Linked DNA regions of Rattus norvegicus: region 1 is linked to region 2. Evidence: chromatin contacts called from public Hi-C data. All regions are on one chromosome and are shown on one strand. The core of a region is the stretch at or near the end of the contact, and the rest is flanking DNA. Distances in the headings are between cores, read along the strand shown.

Region 1 (2,895 bases), core at 341-2,840, 35 kb before region 2:
GCTATGAGGAAATATTTGTCAAGGTAAGAGAATAGAACATCCTTTATTTAACAAGACTTATTAACTTTGTCTATAGCTTTCAAATATTTACATATATAATATATGGGCCTCTTGTCCCAGGCCTCACAAAAATTTAGGGGTAGACTTATTTAAAACAAACAAAAAATCCTTAGGACTAGATAACTACATATTTAATAGTAAAATGATTCTATAACTTATTAAAAACCTGTCAAAACCTAAATATTTAAAGTTATTGATTTATCTTGAAATTTTTCTTAAAGTAAGCAGACTCCTATATCTGTGTATAAAATCACATGTTCCTCACAAAACTTTTGTTGTAAGTATAATTGTTGGCGCTTGCTGATTTCATGGTTCCCAAATAAGAGTTTGGATCTCCCACATATACACCCAGCTTCCCACTATACCCCTCACCCCCACACCCCATACTCCTAAACCCCACACTCCCACACCCCTACATCCCTCAGCCTCCACACCCTCATACTTCCCACACATACACACCCACACCCACACCCCACACACCCACACACCCACACCACTACACTCTACACACCCACACACCCACACCCCTTGCCCCCACACCCCACACTCCCCCACACATACACTCGCCACAGTGGCCTCTCTAACCCCTCCTGACCTGTGTTGAGGCAACCTGCCCTGTATATTCTCTTCCTGCCTCACCCCTCTCTTCTCTCCACAATTTGCATTAGCCAGACTAAAACAAAAAAATGCTTGTGTGTGTGTATTTGTATGTTACATGTTTACATGTGGATGCCAGAAGTCTATGCTGTATCTTTCTCTCCACATTATTTTGTGTTACATTTATCTGTAGTTTATGTATGCATGTACACATGAGCATGGAAATCAAAGACAATCTCCTCCTGCTGTGTGTGCCAGGATCAAGCCTGTGTCATCAGGCTTAATAGCAACCATCTTTCCTGCTGAGAATCTCACTGGCCTGCTTACTTTAGTTTTTGAGGTAAGGTCTTTCCTTGAGCTGGGAGAGCACATGCGTGGCTAGACTAGCTGGCCAGCAAGCCCAAGCGTCTTCTGGTTTCTGCCTCTGGATCACTGATGGAGGTACACTATGCCCAGCTTTTACAAGAGAGCTGGAGATCTGAACTCAGGTCCTCATGCTTACACAGCAAATACTTTCCAACTGGACCATCTCTCCAGTCCCCCAAAGCAATGGGTTTTTAAGTACATAGTTTTAAGATTTGTCTGTTATTCGGTATTAAGTTTAATAGCAAACTTCCCCTCTTTCTCTCAAACCAAATACAAAGTATTTTAGTGACTCTGCACTCCCTTTGTGGAGGTCATAGCCTCTCTGAAGGAACACGATCTGTTTGCTGTATTAAATACCACATTGTTAAGGTGTTAGATGTTTTCCCCTAGCGCCATGAAGAGAAAGACAAGGCACGGGCATGGTCCTGGGAGGAGTTGAGTTGGCAGACTGTGTACAGCTCTGTCTGGGGCGGTATGACAAGGGGTTAAGTATCAATCTAGGAGAGCAGCTTCCTGCCACCTCATCAAGTCTAAGGGTCAAGTCCAGAGCCTGTAAGAGATGACATCACAGATCAGGAACTCCGTACTCTCTGGCCTGTAGCTACGGCAGGTATGAGGTGAAAGGGTTCTGTGCTGCTGTGTGCTGTCAGAGTCTCAGGGCTCATGTCCTGTGAACCCGACATGGTCGACCCAGCAGCCTCAGATCAGGAGAGCCCGTGTGCTCCATGATAAGATGTGTCTAATTATTTAATCGGCAGTATTTATGGAGACCATTAAAGATTTGCTGCAGTGTGCCTGTGATCGGCCACTTCAGCAGCTTTCCTAAAGAAAGGAAGGAAAGGTGAGTAGGTGGACATTTAAAATTCACCAAAATTAGACACAGAGGTTACCTTAGGTTACTTTAGACTTTCTCTTGCCACCAAATACTATATCCAACCCAGTCATTTAGAAACACAAATAGTCTGTCATTCAAAAGAAAAATTTAGGCTGTCTGCTCATTCACCCTTTCTGTCTCTCTGTGTGTGTCTTTCTCTGTGCATCTCTCTCTTTCTCCATCTATCTCTCTATCTCTGTCGCTCTGTCTCTGTCTCCATTTCTGTCTCTCTTCCTCCTTCCTTCTACCTCTTTCCCTCCTTTTCTTCCTTTCCCTCTCCCTTTCCCTATCTCCCTCTCCCTCTTTCCCTCTTTTTTCCTCTGTTTCCCTCTCCTCCTCTCTCCCTGTATCTCTCTGTCTGAATCTGGACCACACAATGGAGATGAGTCATTAGTTCCTCAGACTTCCCCTGTGACAAATGCTATACCGTTTCTTGCCTCAGGCACTGAAAGCTTCTGAGCTGGTTGAGGGAACTCGAAGAAGTGACGGCATACTCGAAGCACTCAATTCATGAACTGCAGAGTGTGGTGTCCAGCAACACAGTGCCTGGAAACCCATCGGAACAACAGAGAGCAGACATGTAGGCACAGACACCAGAGGTCCCATAGAGACACCTCAGTGTCTTGGAACAGTAGTCTACAAACTTCTAGCTGTGCGTGAGCGTTTGCCCTCTGGGCAGATGGCTTTGGGTCATTCTCCAGTCACCTTCCCTTCATTAAACTAAAGAAACCCATTAGCCAGGCAGGGGTGGTACACTTAGGAGTCAGAGCCAGGCAGATCTCTGAGTTCGAGGCTAGTCTGGTCTACAGAGCCAGTTCCAGGACAGCCAGGGTTACACAGAGAAAACCTATCTAGAAAAAAACAAAACAAAACAACAACAACAAAAGAAATCTATCCACTCTCATCTTACTTCCTGTCCAATGATACATGTGTTTAAAGATGTTGAGAGAGAAAAAGAAAAAGGTCTGAAAGTATGAATTGGTGAAGACTTCAAGGGA
Region 2 (2,943 bases), core at 204-2,703:
ATTTCAAGTGACTTCTGGTCTTTCTCAAAAGATTTGGAAACTTCATATAATTTGCATAACCCAGTTAAGTTCTTTTGTTTTATTTAACCGAATATTTCTTACAGTATGTTGAAAGAATTAGTATTTAGTGGTGCTGTGTTGATTTTAAATTAATTTTAAATTAGCATTTATACTGAGTTTCATTACGGCATTTATACACATTACGGTTATATCTCATTTTAATTTGTTCCCCTTCTTCCCGCCTCCAGCCCCTCTCTCCCTCACCCCAGGTTTCCCAAAGTTCCCTGGTTCCCTTCCTCTAGTAAATAGTCCTTCTGTTTTGTGCTCCGTCTATTCATTCCCTTGTATTCCAATACTTTGCCCATCTGGGCCCCACTCTCTAAAAATTTCTTTCTCCCCTCTGGTACTCCTTTGCAGTTTCATATCTCACGTCATTATTTTGGTGGCAATGTTTGACGCATTAATAGTCAATGATTTGTTGCGGTTATTTGTCTTCCTGGTTTTACAGATCGCCACTGTAAGGTGAGGACCAAAACGCCTTGTTCAGAAGTGTGGTAATAGACCTGTGTGATCTGTTGAGTTTTCTGAAAACTGATGCTTAAAGATCTATTTTATTATTAATCGCCCATTGCTTCTTAGATGAAAATGTGTTTCCCTTTGCATTCGCTAGCCAGTTGCTTCAGCCCCCATGAATTAACTGCCCTATCCTATTTCAGGGGCCCTGGAAACCTGATGTCCCTGCAAGCCCGCGAAATTCAGTACTCTGGCATCGTGGGTTCGCAGTCCCCGTGGTCCTGAGTAGGGGGCCGGTGGAAGCTCCGTGCCTTCCTGGAGTCTGTAAGGTCTCTTGTACAACATCCCTAAACAGCGTTCTCTTTGTTCTTTCATTCAAACCATGCGATGATTCCAGCTCCACTTTTCTCTTTAGGAAACCCAGCTGAGTTTCGTTCCACTACCTACTAATGCTGTCCCATGATGCTACTTTGTTTGGATACTTTCGAAAACGGGGTCTCCCGCTGTAACCTAGCCTGGGCTGTCAGAGAACTTGCTATGCAGTAGACTTGTCTGGAACCTAGGACCCCGCTGCCCCAGCCTGCCCAGTGCTACGATGACATGCGTGGGCTCTTATGCGGGTCTCCAGAAAAGATGCTCAGCAGACAGTAAACATAGCCACGCTCGATGGTTCCTCTGTCCGAGACAGCTGTCTCCCGCGGCGCGCCAAGCGCTCCCTACGAAGGACTAGAAGCCAGCACAGGCTTGTCCGAGGGAACTGGTTACCTTCCACTCCCTAACTGAGGTGCGTCGGGAAATGCACCGGCGCTTAGCGGCTGAGTCTGGTTTCGCAACTCCACAGAGGAACTACAATTCCCAGTATCGAAGCTACCCGGACTCCCGGAAACCGAAGCTTTGCCGACCGGAAGCAGCTGAGACCCAACAGGCCTGAGGATAATTCAGCCAGGAAAGTGGGTGGGGAGGGTGTGGGGCACCTGTCAATTCGCCACCATGAACGTGGTCTTTGCTGTGAAGCAGTATATTTCCAAAATGATAGAAGACAGCGGACCCGGCATGAAGGTACTTCTCATGGATAAAGAGACGGTGAGTTCGCTTTTGCTCAATATTTATAAAGGAAGCTCTCCCTTCCTTAGAATTGCTGGTTCCGTTCCACTGTAGGACTTAGTCTCTCACTAATGACAATGGTCAGTTCTGTCTGGCACTGGAAAAGTTGTATAAAGCTTTCCCAGTGGGTGTGCAGTCTAACCGGCTCTAACAGGTGCCAAGAGATTTCTTATACCACAGTGTCTGCCAAGTAGTTGTTGACCCTGACATTTAACTCAACGTTGTTTTAAAAAGTATATTGTTAGGGCTCAAGCTGAAATGACAGGTTATTTGTTGGCCACAACTTTAAAAAAAATCTGTAAAGGAATGGGGGAAATCCTCTTTAGAAGTTTCTGAGTTGTCTGTTTAGAGTGAGCAGTAGGTTTCCATTCTGACACATTGCAGCCGGTTTTGGATATTTAGTAAATATTATTCTGTATATTAGAATTTAAATTACCTAGTCAAGTATTAATGACAAAAGGCTTAGCTATTGATGCGTGCTTTTATTAGTCCGGACTGGTATAATCTTAGTTCGTTCTTTTGCTTTACAGACTGGTATAGTGAGCATGGTCTACACACAGTCAGAGATTCTTCAGAAGGAAGTATACCTCTTCGAACGAATTGATTCTCAAAATCGAGAGATCATGAAACACCTAAAAGCAATTTGTTTCCTTCGACCTACAAAGGTACTACACAAATCAGCTGCCACCTCCACAGGCCAATGCAGAGTATGATCCGAAAGCGTTAGAAGGCAAAATAAATGTGTGTTACCATCATTTGTGGCATCATAATTACCCCGTTTTGTCAGAGTTGTGACCTTTCTTTCTCTCCTTTCCATGCCTCAGTTCACCCTTCACGGCCAAGTTTTCCTTCTAGATATCTTTTAGATTAATAGCTATTCCCAAAGCCACTAACTCTGGGAACCTAGATCACTTTAGTGCTGGCTTGACCTCTGTACCTAGAGCTGAACACCACCGTCACATCACTTTCCCACAGCTCTTAACTATCTCGGACCTTTCTCACTTTATTTCCATCTGTCCTCAGGAACAAATCTGCTTTTATCATAAAAACAGTGAGAGGTTCCTCAGAGATTGCTACAGTGGCTCAGTCTGACTCCCGCAGCTGAACCCAGTGGCCTATCGTGGAAAGGCCGTCTGTTGGCCAGTTTGGTCTTTCTTTGCATATTTAACCTCCCTGTGCTCCAATTCTAGCCCTGCATTAGAGCCAGTTGTGCCTTTTTATCATCATTCTCCTACATATTCATTCCTGTCCTTTACCTGTTCACTTCCTCTAAAAAGTCATACGCCATTTTTTAGCTTTTGTACATCACCTTGCGAATCCGGCTTC

What was found. A called contact is a pair of places that touch in the nucleus more often than the background predicts.
Region 1: a contact with region 2 is called in a Hi-C map of hepatocytes, with 2.4 times the contacts expected there. The contact joins the enhancer-like site here to the promoter of Vps45 in region 2.

The regions. Positions count from the first base shown.
Region 1 is chr2:186,338,901-186,341,795 of GRCr8, reverse strand. No RefSeq gene overlaps it. Among named protein-coding and RNA genes, the nearest start is that of Otud7b, 10 kb to the left of the region's middle. Within about 2 kb of position 1,590, at least 11 of the 93 cell types and tissues checked have an H3K27ac peak or open chromatin away from gene starts, as enhancers often do. A contact at or near this core is called in hepatocytes, where this site is marked.
Region 2 is chr2:186,303,687-186,306,629 of GRCr8, reverse strand. It overlaps Vps45 (vacuolar protein sorting 45 homolog), which reads left to right and starts at 1,453. Exons shown (of 15, transcript NM_172072.2): 1 at 1,453-1,596; 2 at 2,148-2,282. The coding sequence starts at 1,504.